2 separate regions of the Cricetulus griseus genome follow, and region 2 is linked to region 1. A link is a contact called in public Hi-C data. All regions are on one chromosome and are shown on one strand. Each heading gives the region's core, a stretch centred on a gene start, on an enhancer-like site or on the middle of the called end of the contact. The rest is flanking DNA. Distances are from core to core; before and after follow the strand shown.

What was found. Hi-C and Micro-C count contacts between places; a contact is called where the count stands out from the background.
Region 2: a Hi-C map of the CHK-Q cell line shows a contact between it and region 1, with 5 times the contacts expected there. The contact joins the enhancer-like site here to the promoter of Mark2 in region 1. A contact is called at or near these places in 5 of 8 Hi-C or Micro-C datasets (the CHK-Q cell line, the CHO-K1 cell line, fibroblasts and 1 more).

What each region holds. Positions count from the first base shown.
Region 1 is chr3:52,116,042-52,121,701 of CriGri-PICRH-1.0, reverse strand. It overlaps Mark2 (serine/threonine-protein kinase MARK2), which reads right to left and starts at 1,927. Exons shown (of 17, transcript XM_027408409.2): 1 at 1,793-1,927. The coding sequence starts at 1,846. All of the region lies in intron 5 of Spindoc (spindlin interactor and repressor of chromatin-binding protein), which reads right to left.
Region 2 is chr3:52,180,299-52,186,225 of CriGri-PICRH-1.0, reverse strand. Mark2 (serine/threonine-protein kinase MARK2) reads right to left here. Exons shown (of 17, transcript XM_027408409.2): 15 at 4,642-4,899; 16 at 3,676-3,702; 17 at 1-1,077. The coding sequence ends at 717. Among named protein-coding and RNA genes, the nearest start is that of Rcor2, 11 kb to the left of the region's middle. Within about 2 kb of position 4,500, at least 1 of the 6 cell types and tissues checked has open chromatin away from gene starts, as enhancers often do.

The sequences.
Region 1 (5,660 bases), core at 678-3,177:
GTGATGAAATAAATAATCAACCACCCCTCCCTCTCAACCCCTACTTTGCCCCAAAAGCAAACAGTCCATAGGTAGTATGGATCTACCATGACAACAGAAAACTCAGTTCTGATGCCTTTTTAGCTCCTAAGTGCCCAGGTAACAGTCAGCAAGAAGATAACAAGGCAAAAAGTACAGTAAAGAGTAAAAGAAGTCTTTTCAAAGAAAGAAGTCAATGCTAAGCAAATACAGCAGCAGCTCTAACCTACCTGGCTAAAAAAACCAAAAACCAGGGAACAAGAGGGAAACACAAAGGGGGCTGGAGGCAAAGTATGCTCCTTTTTTCACACAAATTTGTGTTTACTAAAATTCACTCACAAACGTATGACAGGAAGGGGACTGTCCAAAAAGCAGGCAGCAAGGGACACGGGTGACAGTCAAACAAAGGAGAGAAGTAGAAAGTGGACACCTTGGCTCAGAAGTGAAAGAATGACACAGAAAAGGAAAACGCTTGGGAGACAAATAGCAGTGATTGCCAGGATGAAAGGGAAAGCATAGGGCCCAGTGACTGACCTGCAGCAGAAGCAGCTAGCGTGCACCCTGGGAATGGCAAGGACTGGCCAAAAGAGGGAATGAACAGAGCATAAGAGGTATAAATAAACAGTGAAGAGGGTAGGAGACCCACGCGGACACGAAAAGTAGCACTGATTAAGAGGCATATAGTAAGAAAGATGGGGGGAGGTTGAGCAACAGGAAGTAGCAAACAAGGAGGAAGATACTAGGATACTATGAGAAGTGACAGGCACCGGTGTGGAGACAAGCAGTATCCTAATTTGTGTTGCAGTGTAAGTAGGCAGTAACGCAGGGACTGATGCAGCTGATGCAGTCTGGGAAAGACTGAGCAACAGGTTATGTTAATCCAGCCACGTTGAAACAGTGTCTTTCCCATAATGGAGGGACAGCCCAGGGATAATCTGAAAGACCATTTGGACAGGAGGCCCAGGAACTTAAATGTCAAATCCCAATGGGGGCAAGAAACAGGACCGATCCAAAGACTCTGAAGGGAGCGGTGACTGGAACCCCAAAGGCAACCTGTGGGAAAACTATGCGCATGACAGCTGTATGGGAAACACGGAAGCGACACATGCCAGTGCCAGGAGCCAGGGAGCTCCTGCCGAAAAGAAGGGAAAGTGATGAGCAAAGAGTAGGCGAACAATTTGGAAAGGTGACGAGGGTGGAGCTGGTGGGTTGCAAGCAACAGGGAGAGCCCAATTTGGAACAGGAAAGGAGGATAGAAAAAGCTGGGGAAGTGAAAGGAGACAGGGACAGAGAACACACTCGGGGTAAAGACCCTTAAGGGAGAAAACCGAGGGACTGGGGAAGCCGGTGCGGGCAGAGGGGAAAGAAGGCTAGAGAGACGAGGAAGAGGTGGGCAACAACCCGCCGCAAATCGCGGGGTGTTATTCGAGGAGCAGGAAGGTGGCTGCTTTAAGCGTGGGTGGAGGAAGACCAGAAAGGCCCCTGAGAGAAAAGGGAAGAGAAGGGGAAGCTAGGGAGATAGCACGGAAGAACGCAGGAGGGTAGTGAGAGACAAGGGGCGTTTTGGCAGAAGAGTGTGTAGCTCAGTCAGGACAAGGTGGGGTCCCAGGTCAGGACTAGGAAGAGAGATGTGCGGGACTAGAGCCCGGGGCCAGATGACAGGACAGCCGAGGCTTGCAGAAGACAGTAAGAGCACGAGGAGAGCAGAGGGAGGAGGCTCCGCAAGGTGCAGGGGCCCAGCCACAGAATTGGGGGAGCCCTAAGGGCTCCTTACCTGCTCCGTGTCCCTTTCGTTCAGCGTGGGTAGGGGGGTCCGAGCGCTGGACATGGCGCCGGTACCTCAGGGGAGGGAACCGAGAAGCTTGGAGGAAGGGAGGAAAAGGAAGGCTTGGAGACCGGCCGGGCGGGGCTTCTCACAGCAGGAGCACCCGCTGCATGGGCCCCGGCCGGGGGTGCGGGGAGGCCGGGCGATCACTCACGCCAGCCCGGGGATGCGCCGCTCGGGCTAGGCCTCGCCGGCTCCGAGCAGCTCTGGACCGCACCCCCCCGACCCCCGGCTGGGCTGTGCCGCCTTTCGGCCCGGCCGCGCCGCTCCGCCTACTCTCTGCCGCCGCAGCCGGCCGCCTGCCTCGCTCCTCCCCTGCCCTCAGCCGCACTGCTCCGCGCCCGGCACACAGGCAGCCGCCGCCGGACCTGCTGCTCCCAACATGGCCGCCACCACCGCCAGCTCTCGGCTCTTTCCGCCGGCAGGAGCCGGAAACATCCGAAACAACTAGGAACGGGAGGGGGACGAGCCTTCTCCTCTCGGCCCAGACTATGGGTGAATTCCGGAAACTACCGAAGAAGGTAATCCCCGGGGACGCGCGCACCTCCTCGATTCCGAAGATCAAGCTTCGGCTCTGTTTACGGAAATCCACGAAGAGACTCTCCGTACCTCCAGAGCCAACCAACAGCCACGCCTACCGGCTTTTCTCCGCCCACTTGGAGCTGGCATTCGGTAGTTTCCGGAAACACCCGAAGAGTCTCCGCGTGTGCTAAACGGGCCACGCCCCCGTTCCGTCGCTTAGCGCTTAGCGGAGGGCTGTAGTCAGCCATTTCCGGCAACACCCGAAACCTACCTTCGTTTCTTTCCGTCAGTTTTCGTTTATTTTCAAACCGTGAACAGGTGTGTGTCACCTGTACGTGTACCTGTTGTTTGACTTCTTAGAAAATACAATTATGAGCTGTTCCTGTGATTGGTATTTTTTTGTTCCTAACGCAACATCCCATCAGCATGTTTGTCCCTTAGCGCTTAAAATTTACCTTATCATTCAACCTTCCTATCAACATGTGTCAACTGCCAAATGTGTCACCCTATTACCTATCTCCTGCTTGGCACATCCGCCATCTTCCGACTATCTTGGCTTTGAGATATGCACCAGACAACCTCAAATTCAGTCCCTTTATTGTTCCAAAAGGCCTGGGACAGGCACCTGGTCAGGGTCCTTGAAACTTGACAATGGACAGGCTCATAGACATGCACCTTTAGGATACAGCTCTGTCCTGAGAAGATGCTTATGTGTGTGATCTTGGGGATGTGGGATCACATAACTAGGGCAGGCTAAATGGCTCAATGGACCTGAGTTTGATCCTGGGGACCAACAGAGTGAACAGAGTGAACCAAGTCTAAAACATTGTCCTCTGGCTTCCATGGGCATGCTACCCTATACACTAAATAAAAATGTAACTAAAATAGATTTGTATGAGTTGGAGAGATGGTTCAGAAGTCAAGAGGGAGCACTGGTTCCTCTCCCAGAGGACTGACATTCATGTTCCCAGCACCCCATATAGTGGCTAACAACTGCTCATAACTCCAGTCCCAGGTAGTATGATACCTTCTTATGACCTCCACTAGACATACAATTGCACAGACCTACATATAGGCAAACATGCATACTCATAAAAGTTTTTAAAAATTGAAAAAAGGAAGAAAACATAACAGGCTGGAGAGATGGTTCATCAATTAAGAAAACTCACTTTTTCCCCCGGAGGACCTGGATCGGGCCCCAGATCCCTACAGGTGGTTTACTACCTCTTGTAAACTACAGTTCCAGAAGATCTGATGCCCTCTGACCTCTGTCATCACCTGTAGCAAGTGGTATACATAAGCCTGTAAAGGCACACATATATACACACAAATAAATTTTGTTTTGTTTTTCAAGACAGGGTTTCTCTGTGTAATTTTGGAGCCTGTCCTGGAACTTTATCTGTAGACCAGGCTGGCCTTGAATTCACAGAGATTCACCTACCTCTGCCTCCTGAGAGCTGGGATTAAAGCTATGTGCCACCACTGCCCAGCCAAATAAATATTTTTTTTAAATCATATAACTATTTTTTACTGTTGGTTTTGATTTTGTGACATGGTTTCACTATGTAGACCAGGTTGGCCAAGAACTCAGAGATCTATCTGCTTCTGCTTCCCAAGTGCTGGGATTAAAGGTGAATACCACTATGGCAAGCCAAGTTTTTTTTATTTTTTGAAACAGGTATAGTATAGCCCAGACTGCTCTCAATATGCAACCAAGGGTGGCATTGAACTCCTGATCCTCCTGTCTCCATCCTCTAAATATTTGTATCCCTGGCCTTAAATTACCTTTTTAAATATTCTACAAGGCAAGTCAAGAGAGACCATTTCATTTTCATTTTCAATATCCCTTCTAAGACAAAGAAACTCGTGGTAAAAGAATAGGCACTCCTTTAATCCCAGCACTCGGGAGGCAGACGCAGGCAGATCTCTGTGAGTTCGAGACCAGCCTGGTCTACAAGAGCTAGTTCCAGGACAGCCTCCAAAGTCACAGAGAAACCCTGTCTCAAAACACACACACACACACACACACACACACACACACACACACACACACACACACACAAAGAATAGGCACTCATGAAAATAAGGATCCTTAGGGTTGTAGGATAGTGGGAGAGTGCCATTTAACACCCAAAGCATGCAGGAGGCTCTGGAAACAATCCCTAGCATCAAAAAGAAAAGACAGACAAGCAAAACTCAAGTTGAGTATGGTGGTCTGCCCTCTAATCCTGACACTAAAAAACAAAGGCAGAAGAATACATGTTTGAGGCCAACCTGTTCTATATGATGAGTTCCAGGACAGGTAGGGCTACACAGTAAACCCTTGTCTCAAAAACAAAATAAACTAGGCCACAGTGGCACATGCCTTTAATTCCAGCACTCCAGAGGCAGAGGTATATCGATCTCTGAATTCGAGGCTACCTTGTATACAGAATGGATTCCAGGACAGCCAGGACTACACAGAGAAACCTCTCTCAAAACAAAACAGGAACAAAAACACAAAACAAAAACAAAACACCAAAACTAGTTGCTGGATAGGTGGCTCAGCAGTTAAATCACTTGTTCTTTCAGAGGACATGGGTTTGGTCCCAAGGTGACTCACAACCCTCTTTTGGCCTTCACAGGCACTGCATGTGTGTAGGGTGTATACAGACAAGCAGGCAGAACTCATTTAAAAAAAAAAAATTCCTCAGCTGGGAATAGTGGTGCATGCCTTGAAACCCAGCACTTGGGGGGCAGAGGCGGGAATATCTATGTAGGTTCAAGGACAGCCTGGTCTACATAGGACAGCCAGGGTTATATAATGCCTTGGCAGGGAGTTGGGGACAACAAAGCTTCAGAACAGCACAAATGGGCCAGACCCCTTGAAGGTGTTCATTTCCTTTCCCGGGTCTCAATTTCCCTATTGATAAACAGATTTACCGAATTCAACAGCTCTGGGGTCTTTTTCAGCTTTGATGCCCTCCTGGCTCTTAGCAGGAAGTCCATGTAGCAACCTGAGTGTACCTTCACTTCCCTCTGGAGTCTGCCAGATCTGTCCAATCTGTGCCCAACACTGAACCATACTTTCTTAAAACACTATGAGACTTTTGTATGTGTCATTTTTATCTATAACTTGATTACAGTTTTCAAGCATGGAATTTGTAGATGACGATGCACTGTCGGAATCCCTAGGTGACTTTTGCTTCAAGTTACCTCTGCCCCTGGTTCCAAAGAAGTTGGAACTTGCCCACTAACCCTCCCACAAAACGCAACAGGAGGGATGGAGCCTAGGTCCCCGAATGTAAAGAAGCTG
Region 2 (5,927 bases), core at 3,251-5,750, 62 kb before region 1:
CCACAGCAGCTCATTGAAGGAAATGCCCAGCTCTGGGGAAGGAGAGCAGAGGATATGGTATGGAGGGAGCCAGGGTCCCACCGCTCACCCTCGCCAAGGCTGTGCAGTACCCCACCGGGCCCCAGTAAAGGCCTGTAGCCCAAAGGCCTGGGGGCAGGGGAAGGCCACCTCTGGTGGGTCGCTTGGAGGGGAAAGAAGTCGGGAGAGGGGAGAAGCCCAAAGTGGGCCTGGCGGAGGGCCTGCCAGGGAACTCCACCACTCTTGCCTGAGAGTGTTCCAGCCCTGAGCCACCCTCCCAGGAACCCCCAGATCCAGTCTTGACTGTCCCAATGGGGCAGGGAGGGAAGGTGGCCGCTGGCAAATTTTTTTTTTTCTTTTTTTTCTTTTTGGTAATAAAAATTTTCTTGGTTTAGGCGAAATACTCTGTGCAACCGCAGTACCGAGGGGGAGCCCTGCCCCCCCACCCCTTCCCTTGCCTCCTGTAGGGGAAGAGGGGAAGGAGGGACTTCTGGGCAGGGGTGAATGTGAGGGAAGAAGAACCATTTCCTATCCCCCACAAACATGGAAGAAAAAAACTGAGAAGGGCCTGGAAGGGGACAAGTGCCAGCAAGGGAGACACACCAATTCATCCTGCAGTTTCTCCCGGGGGGATGCAGGGTTGGCGCAAGAAGCCAAGTCCACTGGTGGGTCTCTGCTGCCCCCCTCCTGACAGCCTGTTAAAGCTTCAGCTCGTTGGCTATTTTGGAGGCAATGTTTTTGAAGGCCATGGAAGTGCCCGATATCCGCTTAAATCGAACACCATTGAGAGACAACCGAGGCAGTTTGCACACCTCCATCTCCCACTGCACAAAGTTCTCGTGGCCTGGGGTGCCATGCATGCACAGCAGCATGTATCGCTCGTGCAGCTCGCTTTGGCAGCTGTTGGCGTCCAGCACCTTGCGGATCTCCCGCATCATCTCGTTGGGCTCCATAGAGCTCGTGGTCTTCATGCTCCAGGTGAAGCGCAGGGAACGAGGCTTGGCCTCCCGAAACTCTTCCTTTTCCTTGTCATTGCCTCCACTGCCGACCACGTGAGGTCTGTGGAGAGGTAGAGGGGGGTAAGACGGGGGCTGAGACTTCCTACCCATCAAAGAACCACCCTGGCAGACAGACCCTGAGGCCAGAGAGGAAAGCAGGAAGCAGTGCAGCAACAGCTGGAAGAGGGAGCAGCTAGTCCCTTGTCCCGGACAGACGGACGGATGGCACATGGGACACGGGAGGCCTCTGGCTCTTGTCTCTCAGGATGGAGGGTGAGAAGAGGCCAGTTGGGGTAGGATGACAGTTCCATGCTGTTAACTGGTTCTTTTCTTGGGGATCAGGCAGGAAACAAGTGCACTGAGCAGCACCAAGCAGACTGTCCTCCGTGAGGATGATGAGGCTGAGCAGCAAGGCCAGGAGGGTGGGAACCTGAGCGCCCTGCCCTGCCAGGGCTCTGGCTCCATAATGCACCAGGACCTGAGGCAGGGCCCAGAACTGCTGCAGGTAGGCGTGGGAAAGGGAAATCTCTGAGGAAAGGGAGCTCCCAAGAGGGAAGCAGGGCAGAATTGCCAGAGAAAGAGCCAGTGGCAGGAGGAAGAGAGGAGCAGGAAGCTGTGGCAAGCCCGGTGGCCTGGGCAGGGCCAGTAGTGCTGGCTCCAGCCCTCTCACCTGAGCGTCTCCACTCGGTCTTTGCTTTCAGGTTCATTCAGGTTCCTCAAAAAACAGAGCGAGGGAGAGTTTAGTCTGGGATCTCTCGCTCCTTCCACCCTGCAGACCCAGGTGAGGTTGGGTCTAGGGACATGCCACCAGTGGGTGGGCAGGACCCAAACCCAAAAGCTACTTGCCAGTCATCTACAGGCCAACAAGGCTTGGCAGTGCCTCACACTGGCAGCTTGACTGCCCCTTTCTGACAGGGAGCCCCAGCAGGGGGCTGTCCCTCCCCACATTCCCAGAGATCTGTGCTGGTGGAAGGAGCCTCAGCTCTGGGGGAGGAGGGTGTGGCTGTACAGGCACATGTACCCAGCACACAGCCCAGTGCCAGCAGCTTCCCTTCCAGCCCACAGCCAGGCTCAAGATCACTACTGGAATGGGGGCTGGGAACAATTTTTGTGCCAATAACCAAGGTGTCAGAATGAAGATGGGGTAAAGGCCATTCTGTCTCTGTCTTGGAAGAGAGACTGTGAAAGCCTCTTGGAGCCTTCACTGTGTCAAAACCTGAAGTTGTTAGGTAGACACCTGGGGTAGATGTCTGTGGCCCAGTGGGCAAGGCCACTGTGCTGCTACCTCCCCCATTGCTGGCTGCCAAGGCTGGCTGCTCACACAAGGCAAGGGCTGGGCAGGGCCCTGGGGAGGTGAGAAAGAGGTCTGGCCCCGCTGAGCGGCTTCTCCAGCTCCTGCCAGGAAGATGAGTGCCCGGAGCTGGGATTCTGGGGGCTGCAGGGGAGAGGAGGGACAAGAAGGAGGAGAGAGCAGCAGCAGCACATGTAAAAGGAGCAAGAAGACACAAGACACAGATGCCACGGAGCACACTGTGAGCAGGGCCCGCGTGTGCAAAGGATGGGGCTCCAGCTGCTCTCTCCAGGCCCCTATGGGGCAGGCCCTGCCAGCCATGCAGTGAGCTGGGGTGGGGTGGGTGGGTAGGGATGTCTCAAGATCCCATCTGGCCCATCTATCCCTCATCTGGGGAGCCAAGGCACCTGCCAAGCAAATCCAGAGCTCCCAATCTGGCCCTCAGTCTGCAGCTCAGTACCTGGCGTACCTAGGCCTGCAGAGGACATGGCCAGGCTGAACAAGCCAGGCTCTGTCCCAGGAAGGGAGATGCAGGAGCAGGGTGTGGACCTCCTGCTGTTCCACCAGGGCCTGGCGGCAGAATGACCCCTGCCTGAGAATATCCAGCTCTTGGCTCTTTGGCAGGCTCAGGCGACATCTGGAGGAAACAGCCCAGAGGAGAGCAGCGTAAGCGCCCAGATGCTGTGCCAGGGTGGGCTGGGTCAGTTCTGCAGAACCCACCAGAAGGGGGCGCTGTACTACATCTATGAGGCAAAGGCTTTTGGGGCCTGGAGGAGTCAGGCTAGCCAAGGGACCCTAATGTCCCTATAGTACCTCCAAAGTCCTGTCATGCCACAGTACAGGGGAAATAAGTCACAGCCCTGAGGTTCAGCAAGCCCAGGACACCCCCAAATGAGACATCATTCCAGATGCGCCTCAAACCCGTGGAGGTTACTTGTAGCACATGCACACAACAGGGGAAAGGGCGAGAAAGGGAGCCCAATGTGACCCAAACCTGGTTGGGTATCAGGAGACAATCTTAAAGGGAGAATCCTGAGGTCTCTTCTCTTCTGAGGGCATGTGCCTGCTGACCAAGGGAGGCCCTCACTTTCAAAGCCATTTCCTCTGAGGGACCCAAAATATCCTCTCGGGAGAACATGTATTCCAAGTCCTGCCAGTGTGAAGGGGCAGGAAGGTCAGCTTAGGGCTGAGACCCCTCCAGAGAAGTCTTCATCCCTTTAAGATAGCAGACAGGAAGTCCACATATACAGGGTCAGCAGAAAGACAGGAAGCATCAGCCAACAGGGGAGTTAGTGACGGAGGCAGGACAAAGACCCAGAAAGACAGACAGACAGACAGACACACACACACAGAGGGCTCAACGCCTACCTTCTGGCAAACCTGAAAGACAGATTTCTAAAAAAAAACAAACAAAAAAGACAAAATAAAAAAAGAAATAAAAAAAACCCCAATCAAACAAACAAACAAAAAACAAAAAACCAACAAGACGGCATGTGGGTGAGCAGGTGGGAGTGGGCTTTTCAGGTTCAGAAGAGCCGCTCAGCGAGACTAGAGGCCTGGACTTGGTCTGTTCGCCCCTGCAGCCTCCCCTGTGTCTGGCGGCTTGGATGGGTGAAGGACAAGCAGCAGGGATGGGCGGGCTGGCTCTCAAGAAGCCCCACCTGGTTCTGAACAGTTTAGCCTCCAGGGTTGAACAGGGACAGAGTACCCCAGGAGATCCGATGGCTGAGCCATCTCAGGCCACTCATCTCTGTGATGGGGGCTCAGGCTAGAGAAGCCTCATGAAGACATCTCCCAACTGGGTCTAGGCCAGGAAGGCACTGGAACCCTGGCACTGCAAGAGAGGCTCCTGCAGCCCTCAGCAGCTATTTCATTTATGGGCTTTGCACTGGGAAGCCCTGGGGCAGAAGAACATAGCTAGAGCCAGACACAATCTACCTAAGGGTGGGTAAACAGGGGAAGGAGGTCAAAGGGGGCAAGAATAGACTAGGAAAATCTTTCAACCCAGCCTGGCTCATGCCTCATGACTTTGCAGCTGCGTCACCAAATATAAGTTTCCATGGGAACCCAGGAGAGAAGAGGGGGGCTTTTATTTTAGCATCTGAGTTCACACTCCCCTAGAGAGGAGGCGGCATCGCCCATCTGCTTGGGGCCATCAAATGAGGGGTGCCTGAGATGCGCTGGGGAAAGGCCTAAGAGGATGAGTCTAGGTGCCTGAGATGCTGAGAACAACCCTATTTCTCAGTCCTGCTGAGGCACCAGCCCCAGCTCTGTTGTCCCCACCCCACCCCCATCCCCATTTAAGTGGGAAGGCCTGGCTCCAGCCCCTCTCACCTGCGGACAAACTTGGAGGTGAACTTGCTGAAGATGCTTCCAGAGGCCCCCCGCCTGCCCTGGCTGTGGCCAGAGGGAGAGGCTGGGGTCACACCGTAGGGCAGGTTCTGCTGGTCCCGCACCTGCCGGAGCTGCCCAGCATGGAAGGTGCTTCGACTGGACACACCCCGGGGGAAATTAGTTCGGTCTGGGGCTCCACCACTGCTGCTGATGTTGTGGGCGGAGGGGGAGGCGACAGGGACACGCTGGGGGGCTGTGCTATGGGAAAGAGGTAGGGGCAAAGGCACACGTCAGGTACAGGGAGCTACCAGTACTGAGCACATGCAGGCCCTGGGATGGGGTTGGGAATGCTAGGGCAAAGCAGCCATCACGCACGGAGGACACAGAAGGGAGGGACTGACCACTGAGGACAGTAGTGAGATGGTCTGGGGAGGGGAGACAAGGAGGACCCATGTACGTAAGCAGCACAGGCTGGAAAGAGTTGGCCCTGGACCTGCAAGGGGACAAGGAGAACCCTCAAGAGCTGAGTGTCCCTAAGGAAAGCTATGAAGGTTCAGAGGAGAACAAAACATCTTCCCTCTGGAGCTTCAGGACAGCTTCCTGCACTCCTGTTCTGAGGGGGCTAGAGGGAAAAGGGCATTATTATCATTTGTGTCCTCTTATTTTCTGGTTGTAGGCAACAGAGCTATTTCTTGTAGCTAAGATGATAAAAATGAAGCAGGTCCTCTAGGTAGGAAGATACTGTAGGGCAGGGGTGGGACAGGCCAGGGGACAAGTGCATTAGCTACCCCAGCACACTTGCCTGGGCCGAGGCACCTCACAGTTACTCTCCGTGGGGGGCAACCCAGAGGCCTTGTTGGGGTGTACGGAGGCAGACATGGATTTCTGGTGCTGGCGGGGCCGGGCCGCAGAGACTGCGGCAGAAGCAGAAGCCGTGGAGGCCCGGGACCCTGGCATGGTTAGGCTAGGAGACAAAAGCAGCGGAAAGGCCCGGATTAAGGGTGAGGTAAGAGTCTGGGTTAGGAAGCAAGGGCAGGGCCAGGGTCAGAGCTGTAGCCTCAGCAGATGCAGGTCAGGCCCCGGGAGCGGCTCCAGGCCAGTGAGAGCTAAGGACAAGCCATTGGAAGTGGAGGGCAAGGTCAGTAAGCAGCCAGGGAGGCCACAGCCTAGGAAGAGAAAACCAAAAATGAGGGAAAGCTGACAGGAAGCCACACTGGTCTCCCAGGAAATGTGAGAACAAGGATTTTCCCTTTATACAAAGGACAGGATGTTACTGAGGAGAAAAC